2 separate regions of the Sus scrofa genome follow, and region 2 is linked to region 1. A link is a contact called in public HiChIP or PLAC-seq data. All regions are on one chromosome and are shown on one strand. Each heading gives the region's core, a stretch centred on a gene start, on an enhancer-like site or on the middle of the called end of the contact. The rest is flanking DNA. Distances are from core to core; before and after follow the strand shown. Region 1 holds the start of PAFAH2 (platelet-activating factor acetylhydrolase 2, cytoplasmic). Region 2 holds the start of FAM110D (family with sequence similarity 110 member D).

Region 1 (3,078 bases), core at 343-2,842:
TTGGCTTCTGGAAGGACAGTAGTGGTGACAGTGTGTCAGGAAGAGAGGACAGTCTAAAGTCTGGAGCATGGAATCCGGACCCTGGTGATTTGAGGGTAGATGGAGGGATCAGCTGTATGACTCAGCACCTGACCTTAAGGAGCTCACAACTTATTGGAGAGTTAAGGCCTCCCACCTGGTAGAAGATGCAAGGCGGTGTGAGGTAAGCACCTAGAGGGTGTAGAGGTGGTTTGGGACTGGAGCGGAATCAGAGAAGCTTCGTGGAGAGGTAGATTCCACGGAAGAACAGGATTAGACAGGCCACCAGGCAGGGCAGAGTGCCTAGTGGAGGGAAGAGCATGAATATAAGTGTGGAGGTAACAATAAGAACCTGATAGTCTTCTTTTTTTTTTTTGTCTTTTTGCCATTTCTTGGGCTGCTCCCCCGGCATATGGAGGTTCCCAGGCTAGAGGTCGAATGGGAGCTGTAGCCACCAGCCTATGCCAGAGCCACAGCAACGCATCTGTGACCTACACCACAGCCCACAGCAATGCCAGATCCTTAACCCACTGAGCGAGGCCACAGATCAAACCCGCAACCTCATGGTTCCTAGTCGGATTCATTTCTGCTGTACCACAACTAGGACTCCAGAACCTGCTAGTCCTGAGATTGGTGAGGAGGTGAACAGCTGGGGGTAGGGCAGAAGAGGGGCGATTCCTGGCAGAGAACACCACTGGCAATACTTCTGAGGAAGTAGGTGGGGGTCCAGGTTGGGGAGGACATTGAATGCCAAGCTAAGAAGTTAGTACTGCATTCAGTAGGTAGTAGGAAGCCTTTGAAAGTTTTTGAGCTGCTTGAATAATCCAGATTTCTTATGGAAGTTTACAAGGCTCCTGAGGATGTGGCCCTTCCTCCTCAGATATGACTCTTTATTCCATCCCGCATGCTCTGTGCTCCAGCTGGGGTGTAAAACATTCTTCACATTCTCAGTACCCCCGGTAAGTTCTATTCCTTCAGTTCTCAATTTTAACATTTCTGTAAAATCTCCAGGAAGCCGTGATAACACCGTTCCATTTCCCCAGGCCTGGGCAGGTGTTTCTTTACAAGAAGGCCCCCACAACCCCTTGGTTTTTCCCCATTAGAAAACGCACAGCACTGTGTAATTATTCATTTGTCCCAATCCTCTGCTGGACTGTGAATTCTTTTTAGGCTAGCGACAGTAACCTATTCACCATTGTGTCCCTAAGAACCGGCAAAGCGAGGATGGACGGAGGGGCTGGTGGGACAGCGCGGGATCTCTCAGGATCCTCTCAGTTCTGGCCATGCATTTCTGTAGGACAATGGAATATCACGTGTCAACAGGTACAGGTTGGTGGGGAATGTGCCCTGAATTTGAATGAGCAGTTTTATACTCTCACAGGAAGCAAAGTGGGGAACACAAAACAAGATCAGACTTATTCCCTGAGAATAAAAAAAAAGCTCCAGCTACCCTCAGACACACCCAGGGATTATTTGAGGAACAATTAGGCGGAGGGTTACTAACCGGAACTATAAACCGTAATCCTCCGCTCAGGCTTTCATAATCGACCACCAGGTGGAGGAATTGTACCGCATCCCGGCCTTGGGGTTGCGCCCAACGATGAGGGGGGCCGTGTGGAATTTTGGGGATTGTAGTCCTAGGGTCTTTATGGGCAATCTCGCGCGGTGCACCTCGGGAGTTATAGTTCCGGACAGAGGGGCGGGACACGTTTTTAAGCGCTAAGGTTGAGTTGTGGAAACTACAACTACCGAAGGGCCAGGGGCTCCGGGGCAGCGTCTCGATTCCGTTGAGGTGATAGTCTGGGCTGCTTCTGAGGGATCACCTTGACTGGGTAAGTTTGATTGGAGAAAACTTTTATTCTGAACTGAAGTGTCTGCGGAGTTTCTCATATTCCAGCCCGGTTTGGAGACTCCTCCTCTCAATCCTAGCAACTGCACATTACTTTCTGTTTCCTGTTGAGACACCTCGAGTATCCACCCGCATCCTTCATTCTCCCACTGTCATCTTGCGCTGTCACTCCCCCAGCTGCCCCGGAATCCCACGGTGAGCGGAGTCCACAGCCCCACCCTGAGCCCACGGCGTCACCCCTCTGAAACCTGGGCTTCCTTGTGCGCTGCCCCTTCTGTGTGCTTCATTCTTGCCCTAACTTTTCTGTTTTTCATGCTAGTGGAAGAAGGGTCACCATTCCTTCTCAATCCACGGAAGAGCCCAGGACTTAAAGTCAGCAGACCGGGGTTTGATTCCAGCTCTGCAGCTCTCTCGCAGTGTGACTGGGCTAATCATACGACTTCTCTGGGACTCACTCTCTTTGTCTGCCAAGTGGAGGTGACAGTTGCTCTCTCAGTCTTAGCTTGAGGCTGTCTTATGGAGCCAGTAGACTAATATGTGTGAAAGTGCTGTATAAACTGTAAAGCCTCCACAAGCGAGAGCGATCATTTTTATGATAATTATGAATGTTCTAGAATGCTCTCTTGGCTCCTTTTATAGTTCCGCCCCATTGTTGCTCAAACTTGCCATCGAGTGTTTGGCGGCTCCATTTTCTAAGAACAGGATGGTATTACTCACTCCCTCAGAGACCAAACTTCAGACTAATGAGCTTTAAGTCTCCAGAGAGCTTTGTCTGAAAGGAAGTCCCAGAGAAATGCTTATCTTGGACTCTGTCCTGAAATAGCCAGTGATGAAAAGTCCAGGCAGCTGGCAGAAGGGCGGTCCCTGTTCACTGGAAATGGGGCCCCACCAGGAGATGGACAGCTGCAGCGCAAGTCCTGTCCATTCCCTCTGGGCTCTTCTGGGCCTGTTTAGTAGACTCTGGTTTTGGTAGGAGTGTCTCAGGCCTGAAAAGGCTGGGAGGAAAGAAACCATTTTGTCAAAGGGTGTAATCCAGAAAAACCAGAAAAATCTGGGAGTGTGGGAGGGGGTATAAAAAAAAAGCTTGGCTGGGCCTGATGAGAGACATAGCATTGTTAATGAATCCCTAACGTTTTATGAGCACGTAAAATGTACCAAGTCCTAGGCAAAATCAATTTTCTCATTAAATTTCACTTATGGCTCAGAGAGGT
Region 2 (3,078 bases), core at 216-2,715, 130 kb before region 1:
AGCACAGAGGTCAGAGATATAACCACAGGGTAGCAGCCTCCAGTAATTGCAGCCAACTGCCCTACCCAGGCCCAGCGGGGCCATCAGAGGAAAGGGAAGTGGTCACCACGTCACATCAGCTAGCTACCTGCCACCCATTCTGTGCCGCTGCCAAGGGGATTCCAGAATGCCCAGCTGTAAACATCAACTTGTTTACCTCTGCATTTCCATTTCATAGAAGAGAAAATTGGCCCAGAGAGGAGGGGTTTGTTCAGGTCTGAGAGCTGGGGCCCAGGGCTGCAACCCAGATCTCTTGCTTTGCAGTCCAGAACTAGTTCAGAATGAATCTCTCACTTGCCCATCAGAACTTGCCTCTACGTTTCACTTCTATTCCTGCTGCTATAAAACCAAGCAATTTCCATTAGAAATGAGACCCTTACCTCACTAAAAATTTCCTTCCACTAATTCTTCCTAATAACTTGTACTCCCAGAAATCTGCCCTCAGGGTCTCTCATCCTGAGACCCCCTGACCCTTCTCCTCCACCTCCCTTCTGCTGGGGAAGGAGGACCAGGAGGGGTTGTAAATCAAGAGCTGACAGTTCCCTTGGCAGTAACAGAATGGGCCACCCACGTGGCTCAGCACACTCCACCCAACCCCTGCTCCCCTTGGTCCTCCCATCCTCCATTCAGCTGAGAGGGACACATCAGTTCTGGGGGCTAAGGAGACCTCAAGTCCCCAGGCAATAAAGGGACAGAACTTGCCAGAGATGGGGGGAAGGGACCTCATGTGAGGGTCATGGGGGCAGAGACTCTGCCAACCCACTCACCCCAGTGCAACCTGTGTATGCACACGCATGCACGCACACACACCCACTCACACACACACCCATTGAGTTTCTAGCAAGTCAGCCCATAAGTAGCTGGGGACTGGGAATCCAAGCAGCAAGGAGAGCCTAAAAGTGCCCTCCTCCCTGCCTCCCAAGGACTCAACCTGGCCTAGGTCAGATTCCAAGGTCCCAGGAGGGCACTGTGCTGGTCTGACCTCATGGGTACTCTCCTGTCCGGTCCTCTTCCCAGCCCTAAGCAGGAGGCTATAAAAAGTTCCTAAATACAGGGACCAAAATAGTTTGCTGTCCACTGCCTCTTCTCTGCCTGCTGGGGTGCCTTGGTGCCCAACCACAGACGTTCCACCCCTAGACGCCTGGCAGACATCTTGTGCCCTCCACCCCTTTGCCCACCTTCTCATAGGACTGGGGTTAGTGATCCAAACTTGGCCCAAACTTTGGCTCTGGATGCAGATGCAGGCTGGGGGATTGTGCTCACTGGCTTGGTGCCAGCCTCCTTGCCCTTGGGTGCCTGGGAGCCCTCCCACCCCAGCTCTGGGCTTAGGAAACACTCACCTCTGCATGGGGAGGCTGAATGTCAGGGTCCCCAAGGCAGGTCTAGACTGAGGGCAGGAGGGACAGCAGCGACTGGAAGTAACTTTGGTGGCAGCCAAACCTCACTCTCCACAGGAAAAGCAGAGAGAGCCTCCACCCCCCTTGGATTAACCCTTGCCTTCCTGACCTGGAGCCTGGCCTCTGTTAACTCCTTCCTGGTCACAGTCTCAGTGCTGCGGAGGACCTTTGGACCACGTCCAGCTCCTTCATGTTCCAGATAATCAACAGGCCCTGGCAAGTTAAGTGATTTGCACAGAGAGGCACAGTGAGCTTTGGGCACAGCCAGCACCCCAAACAAAGTCTCTTGATTCCCATACTTCCTCCACAGGTCTTGGGGGGTGGGGGACATGCTATTTATATGGGGTCAACCCCCTCTGCTGGGTCTTGGCAGATCCTCTTAGTTCTGATGGGAAGGCAGGGCAGGGTTCTAGTTAACCATGCTGTTTTCCTTTTGTAACAGGTTTAGACCTGCCTTGTCCAGGTGTGTGGATGGTGTCAAGTTTGCTCTCCCTAGGAGAGAGGCCAGGAATCTGCAACTTAAGGGGGGTAGTGGTGCTGCCGATATCCAGGGTGAGCCCCTCCCAGCAAGTCTTGGCATGAAGGTCACAAAGGAGCCCACCAGAGGTGCCTCTGCCCAAGGTCCTCTGACGACAAATGGAACTGGCTGGGAAGAGGTGATGAAGGGCTGATACTGGGGCCTTTTACTGGGTAAAGGACTTCTTTCCTTCTCTGCCCCATTGGGGACTTCTAGAGCTGGCACAGTTTCTTATTTGACACCTCATGTCTCAAGGGGAAGCCCTGTCCCCAAAATGTTGGTTCCAGGAGAGCTCCTCCTCTCTCCCCAGCAGTACCCAGAGCTCAAAGAGGAATGCCCCTCCCAAGGGGTCCCTGCCTCCCCCCAGATCTGCCTACTTTTATCAAATCCCTTTCTCTCCCTTCTAGCACTTTTTAATGTTTGCAAAGCATATTCATACAAGTGCTCTCTGATCTCCTTTGTCCCTCCCAAGGACCCTAAAGAGAGGGCTCAGCAGGGGTGACCACCCCACTTAACAGGTAAGGAAACAGGATTGGAGGAGGGATTTACCTAATTCCAACCCTGATCCATTCTTTCCATTGCACCTTCTGCCTGTCAAGTAAGGTAATAAGTTTGAAAATGAGAAGGCCCATCTCCAGGTAAGAGATTTTTTTTTTTTCTTTTCCTTTTGGCTGCTCCCATGGCATGTGAAAGTTCCTGGGCCAGGGATCAAACCCGAGCCACAGCTATGACCTGAGCCACAGCAGTGTCAATAATGGATCCTTAATCCACTGCACTACCAGGGACTCCAAGAGATTTTTATTACCTAGTTAAAGGGAGTATTGTGTGAGTGTGAGTAGGTCCATGATAGTTCCATATTGTGTTGTTACAGCACTCTACAAAATGCTTTCGTGTTCATTATTGTCGGAAACTAAAATAACTCTGGCTCGGGTCGTCAGTGTTGAAAATAGACACAGGGACGAGGAGAAATCTCGACAAGGCTCTTTACTTCTGCAGAAGGGCGTGGGTGTTCCAAAAAGCGCCCTTCTGCAGAAGTAAAGAGCCTTGTCGAGATTTCTCCTCGTCCCTGTGTCTAATTTTCCAACACTGACGACCCCAGCCAGAGTTATTTTAGTTTCCGACATT

Evidence for each region. HiChIP or PLAC-seq counts read pairs in DNA pulled down with a chosen protein or histone mark.
Region 2: an H3K27ac HiChIP or PLAC-seq map of skeletal muscle shows a contact between it and region 1. The contact joins the promoter of FAM110D here to the promoter of PAFAH2 in region 1. A contact is called at or near these places in 2 of 2 datasets of contacts at active chromatin or transcription factors (alveolar macrophages and skeletal muscle).

What each region holds. Positions count from the first base shown.
Region 1 is chr6:83,445,481-83,448,558 of Sscrofa11.1, reverse strand. PAFAH2 (platelet-activating factor acetylhydrolase 2, cytoplasmic) reads left to right here and starts at 1,592. Exons shown (of 11, transcript XM_005665126.3): 1 at 1,592-1,850.
Region 2 is chr6:83,579,749-83,582,826 of Sscrofa11.1, reverse strand. FAM110D (family with sequence similarity 110 member D) reads right to left here and starts at 1,465. Exons shown (of 2, transcript NM_001244271.2): 1 at 1,380-1,465. The coding sequence starts at 1,387.